2 separate regions of the Xenopus tropicalis genome follow, and region 1 is linked to region 2. A link is a contact called in public Hi-C data. All regions are on one chromosome and are shown on one strand. The core of a region is the stretch at or near the end of the contact, and the rest is flanking DNA. Distances in the headings are between cores, read along the strand shown.

The links. Hi-C and Micro-C count contacts between places; a contact is called where the count stands out from the background.
Region 1: a Hi-C map of neurula embryo shows a contact between it and region 2, with 2.3 times the contacts expected there. The contact joins the enhancer-like site here to the promoter of auts2 in region 2. A contact is called at or near these places in 2 of 5 Hi-C or Micro-C datasets (gastrula embryo and neurula embryo).

The regions. Positions count from the first base shown.
Region 1 is chr2:99,035,660-99,038,578 of UCB_Xtro_10.0, reverse strand. No RefSeq gene overlaps it. Among named protein-coding and RNA genes, the nearest start is that of auts2, 51 kb to the right of the region's middle. Within about 2 kb of position 1,653, at least 1 of the 11 cell types and tissues checked has an H3K27ac peak or open chromatin away from gene starts, as enhancers often do. A contact at or near this core is called in neurula embryo, where this site is marked.
Region 2 is chr2:98,985,279-98,988,134 of UCB_Xtro_10.0, reverse strand. auts2 (autism susceptibility gene 2 protein) reads left to right here and starts at 1,543. Exons shown (of 16, transcript XM_031896219.1): 1 at 1,543-1,576; 2 at 2,121-2,155. The coding sequence starts at 1,543.

The DNA of each region.
Region 1 (2,919 bases), core at 404-2,903, 50 kb before region 2:
CATTAAAGGTACTTGAGTCAGAATGTGCTCCTTGCACTTCTGTAGAGTTACACATAGCACCACTCAGTCCTTCCTGCCTTCTGTTCCAAATCAAGTGCTGCTGCACCTATTGACACAGGGGTACCCCAGAGCTACCACCACCTCTTCACTAGGCAGTAGCTCAATGGTTCCCTTCATGCTCAGCGGACACAGAATTCACACAAGTGGCAAAAAACTGAAATTATGGCAGTCAGATTCCACACAATAGTTTCAATTCTGTGACAAAATGAGCATGCAGTTCGGTAATTTTGGCAAATCAGCCATAATTGCAATTAATGCAGTACAACTGCACCAAGTGCATGGCCCTATTGCAACCACAATGACGTTTGCATTGCACTCCAAATTACATTTTCCTCACTGCACTTGCGGACATAAATGAGCCCTTAAATGTTTGGTGCATGTATGTGTATGGAGCAAAGCTAAAAACCTTAATAAGGTCTGATAGCTGGGTCAACACTGAATAATAATCGATAAAACCATGTGAATTTAATTTATTGATATCAATTCAGTCATTTAAATATGAGCACAACATACGGACTCATTAGCCAGTTGCATCTGGATGTTTTACATTATGGCCATTAATTATTTGGCTTTTCTCTCAAAGACTTAAATACTCTAGGTATAATTGAATGTGAGTATAGAGGTCTAAAAGGCTTGATGGTTAGCATTTAATTCTATCTGAAATATAATAGCAAGAAACCACAAATGTTCCAACATTTTTTAATGTTCGGTCTGCATTTTATGGGAAATTTAAATGAATCTGATTGGGTACTTAGGGAGTAATGTAATAACAGAGTGTGCTCCAGCTCTAGGCCATGGCAACCTATCAGAAGTTAGCAATTAATAATATGGTTTCAAAGGGCAAAGAACGTGATATATACCTCATAGAGCCCCTGCAGAGACACCCTTTCTGACCAGGGAAAAACAAACAGTTTATCTAGTGAAAATACAAGTGCACTAAATAAAACACCAGTAGAGAAATAATTTCATGCTAGTAACACAGCTTCAATCATTTCTTTGCAGCTATTTTTGTTGCAAGCCATTATTATACTATTACTAAGTAAAGGAAGCCTGGCTTCAAATCGCCCCCTACCTTGCTGTGGCACATGAGCATTCCAGTCTCCCCAGTATACCATAAAACATATGCCCACTGGCAATAAAGCTATAGATTTGACCAAAATTCAGCATATTTTTATCGCATGGATTTTCATTTTCATGGATGTTTATTGCTCCAACCCCCTCTTTTTTTTTAATACAAGTTACAAATTTTACCTTGTTGTTGACATCCTTCTACTTAAAACATAATAAATTATGGCTTACATCTAAAAAAAACTGGAACCAAATTATATGACTTAAGGAGATACCATTTATTAAACAGAATCTAATTATCCTAATTCACATAATAAGAAATATAAAATCAAATAATCTGTTTTCACTGTTATGTTTGTTCAAAATTTAGTGGTTCACTAGATGAATGGTTTATCTGGATAGACATGCATAGATGGCGTAGTATATTTCTGCCTCCCCTGAGTGTAAGCTGTTATCTGTGTTTGTATATGTGTGACACAAGCCTGCAGTGCAAGAGGAGATTTACTGCCACAACCCCTGCTGAGGCCCTATTCTCTCCAACTAGGCAGCAGGTGTGAGATCTTACTATTGTCCTTAATAGTTATTAGTGACTGATAAGAAGAACAAATGTGAGGTCACCTTCTCCTGCTGTGAGGTCAGCGGTTGCAGCATTGAAAGTCCCAAGTGAGCAGATCCTCATATAGTTTCTTTCACACAGTATATGTCCTCCTACATTTCAAATACCTAATTATCATTTACTGTGGGAGGGTGACTCAGGCTATGCTAAATTCAAAACATATTTCATACTTAATCAAATGCAATCAAAGTCATTCAGTGGTTTGATATAATGGCACTTGAATAATCAGCACTCAAGATATTGCAGGTTTTTCAACTATTTATAGGATAGAGCGAAGCAGAGAAGAAAATTACCAAGAGACGGCAAGTTCAGCTTTCTTATTGTTATTTATATTTTTCCTGAAAAGTGGAGAAAGGCAGTGTATTAGAGTGGCCCCTACTGTTTTTATCGGTTTTATGCATATTTTACTATGAGATGAATTTGAGTATAGGCCCGTGTGCAAGATCAAAACATAGCTATATAGTTCCTGCCATCTTTGGTGGCTATAAAAGGCATATAAAATGTGTTCACCTATCTTTTTTTTTTTTAAGAATATGACTATAAATTTGATAATGGCATTCCCACTAAATATAACAGCCAAAAGCTCTTCAGTCTTATCTTGGGCTTATAGTGGTTGGGGACTTTATCCATTTTTGGTAAGTTGAAAAATGTCAGAAACTGCCCCAGTCACTTATAGCTAAATGGCGGTTACCTGAAATCTCCAACACAGTTGTTTGTCAACCAATAGCATTCTGACAACGCGTCAAGCGTATAATCCCCATTTTTGGGACACTCATATGTATTTTAAGTGACTACAATAAACGGTGATTTTATGCAGCGATGTTTGGAGTTGCTCCGTGTAATTTGCTTAACGTAGGTGAGAATGTTGCCCTTGTAGGAGGTGACAGTTTAAAATTATGTGTTTTTTGCTCCCTAAAAAATCAGTGCGCAAAATGCCTGAAAATATGCCACATCCCATTGGTCAAGAATAATATATTGCATTGTAGATTTTCTTGTTGTTTTTCAAACAAAAAGGGATCCTTCAGGTGCCATTTACTAATGCTCTATTTTGACATGATTTATTATGCGACAAATCCGAATGCAAAAATATGCCATCGAAAACCTGTAGAAGTTTTAGATGTAGAAGTCAGTAGCAGGTATCTGTTTTACAACTGTAAGATCTTTCTTTGCATCAT
Region 2 (2,856 bases), core at 294-2,793:
CCATCCTCTCTGTAGGTAGAGGCAGCCTAATACTCAGTGGTGGATATAATGACATAGTGCTGATCTCAAGTCTTCAGTAAGGAACAGCAGAGCATAGTAGCGATCTCTTATGGAATTCTGGCTTTGAATATTGCCTTGGGGTGAGGCTGGCAAGGTCCTATTTATTTGATAAAATGTAAATAAATGCTGTGGCCTCTTTTTACCCATTTCCGTCTCCTGGTGTTTTATTAATGTATGTAACAATGGGGTTCAGAGGGATGGCTGAAGGCGAAGGGAAATTGAGGAGTCCCCTTGTCATGCTACTTTACTGTACTTGCCTTGTGTAAAGTGCAAAAGAAAAAAAAATACTGGAATTTGGCATGTTTTTCTCACAATGCTAGTCACCCCCAGTATTCCTGTGTGTTTGTGTGCACCTGTTTTGTAAATAATGAAAGCTGAAGTTGCAAAGGAATTAATGGAGGAATTCTGTAGTGTGCAGCATCACAAAGGGTGTTTTATTGTGAGTCAACTGGCGCTTTGGGAAGCATCTAAAGCCGCCACACACGTAAAGGAGGCCCTTGTGCTCGAATGCTTTTTTTTTATTTTACTCCACTGCTTTGGTAGTTTGGGTACAATGTAAGGGCTCTAGTACACGGGGAGATTAGTCGCCCCGTGCCAAAAGTGGGCAGAGTGACAATCACCATTGATACATGTATGGAACTGGGTAACCCAAAACAGTATTAGGATCTGACCTCAGGACATTTAGTTAAGTCAGTACTACCATATACATGTGTGTGCATAAACTGTTAAAGAGTCTTGTTTCAGCCTTTTTTTCAGGCACTGGATTTACAGTCTAATTTTGGTGTCAGTGGTGGCCAGAGAGAGGAGGGGTGCCTTGCCCAAGCTTACAAGTATAGCTCTTCTCACAGGCACCGCATCCCTATAAAAACAGTGTATTTTATATTGCAGCCTTTATTTACTGAAAGTCAAATCAATAGGTAGTCATAACTGTAACATATAATAGTACAGTAAGGAGTAAGAAATAGAAGAAATGCATGTGGACTGAGTGGGTTTTCTTATTATAGAAGAGTATTTATATTTAAAGCCGAAGAGCAGGAAGAAAGGTCAGAAAATGGGAAAGCAGCAGAGGAAAGGTGGCTAAATGATTGTCAGGTTGATGCAGGAAATAAGAGGAGTGGCTGACTCAGCCTGTGGGATGTCCCCAGCAGTTGGAATGCAGTCTCTGAATAAGCACTTGTATTCAGCCTGGAAATCCAGAGAAACACACACAGCCTGTCTCTCTCACAGCGAGCCAGAGAAAGAAGCCAGTGTGAGGGGCTGTCTGTGTGAGTGACTGCTACTTCGCGGGGGCCATTGCTGCACAAGGAACTGCCACAGGAGCCGAGCCACTTCTTCACAAAAGTCTTTTTTTCCTTCCCCCGGTCCGCTTGCTCTGAGGATTTTCTCCTTTTGTTCTAACATTAAGAATAAGCGAGAGATAAAAGCCAAAGCGCACACGTTTCTTACTCTTTATTAACCCTTATTGGATTTGAACCCGGGAGGATGTATCCTATTGGGATTGAGCTGAAACCCTTCTGTAAAACAAAAGAGAGGAAGCGGCTGTCGGGGCAGCAGGGGAGCCGGTACTGAAGTGACAGAGAGTACAGAGGGGCTGCGAGGGGCTGCTCGCCGCACAGGGGGTGTCCCGGGATTGTGCGGAGCTGTAGGGTGAAGGAGCAGCGCTCGGGGCTGAGGCTGTGTGTGTCGGAGGAGGAGCAGCAGGCAGGGGAGGGGGAAGCTGCTGCTGCTGCTGCCGTCTGTCTGCTTGAAGGGGAATCGGGCTGGCGGGTAGGATCTGCCTTGGTGCACATGGTTTTCTTTGTCCTCCTCCTGCCGCTGTTGCTTTGATTCCCTTCTGCCTCCGCGCATCCCTTAACCCTTGGACGAGCTTTGTACTCAGCGCCCGGGATAATCGCACCAGGAGCCCCTTTTGCTTTACTGTTGCATTATTGTATATACATACACACATATATATATTTACTCCTTTATTCTCACTTCGGGATGTCTGGATTGCTTCTCTATGGCTGGGAGACACCGTGCAAACCTGGATTACTGTAAAGCTTGGGTCCCATCGCACTAAGCTCCCTCTCAGCACCGGGACCTACACCGATTGCAGGTACGGTATCACCATATTCCCATTATATTTCCTGGGGACCATCACTCTTTCCGATCATTAGCTATTCTATTCTGGTGGGATATATTTAGTAAGGGCTTCCCTGTGTTGCTGCCGACCCCCCTGTACCCGCAGGGCGACCCCTCTTCATTTAGTGTTGCCCACTCTTGTTATTCTGCTGGGTGGGATCGCTATTAAGGACATTGGGGGTGAGACAGGGCACAAGCTTTTCTGTTTGTGTTGTTGTGGGATCGGAGCCCCCTGCAGAATGCTGCGAGGTGACAATTACAAATGAATGGAGCTCAGATCATCAACCCTTTCACTGCCGGGCACGGTGGGGGCTGATTTGGACGAAGCAGGGCAAAATACCCGATTTGATATTCATAAAAGGCACAAAGCTATCAGGGAAACGATTGCAAGTGTAGTGTGTAGGCAAAAGTGTTTGTTATTATAATGATCTTAGTTAAAGCCGTGTTTACCCCCCTCTCTATTTAAATGTAATGTTTGCTGCCACGTCCTTGTGTGGGTTGCAAAGTACTTCCCGGAAAACAATATGTTGAGAAGATTTCCTTTCATCTGGGTCCCAAATGGGCAGGCAAGGCAGGAGCAAGCTTAGCACTGAGGCAGCTGCCCTCTTCACCCCCTGCTGCCCTCATCAGCATGGCCCATTCATGGCCCCCACTGGCTATTTTTAGCCACTCATT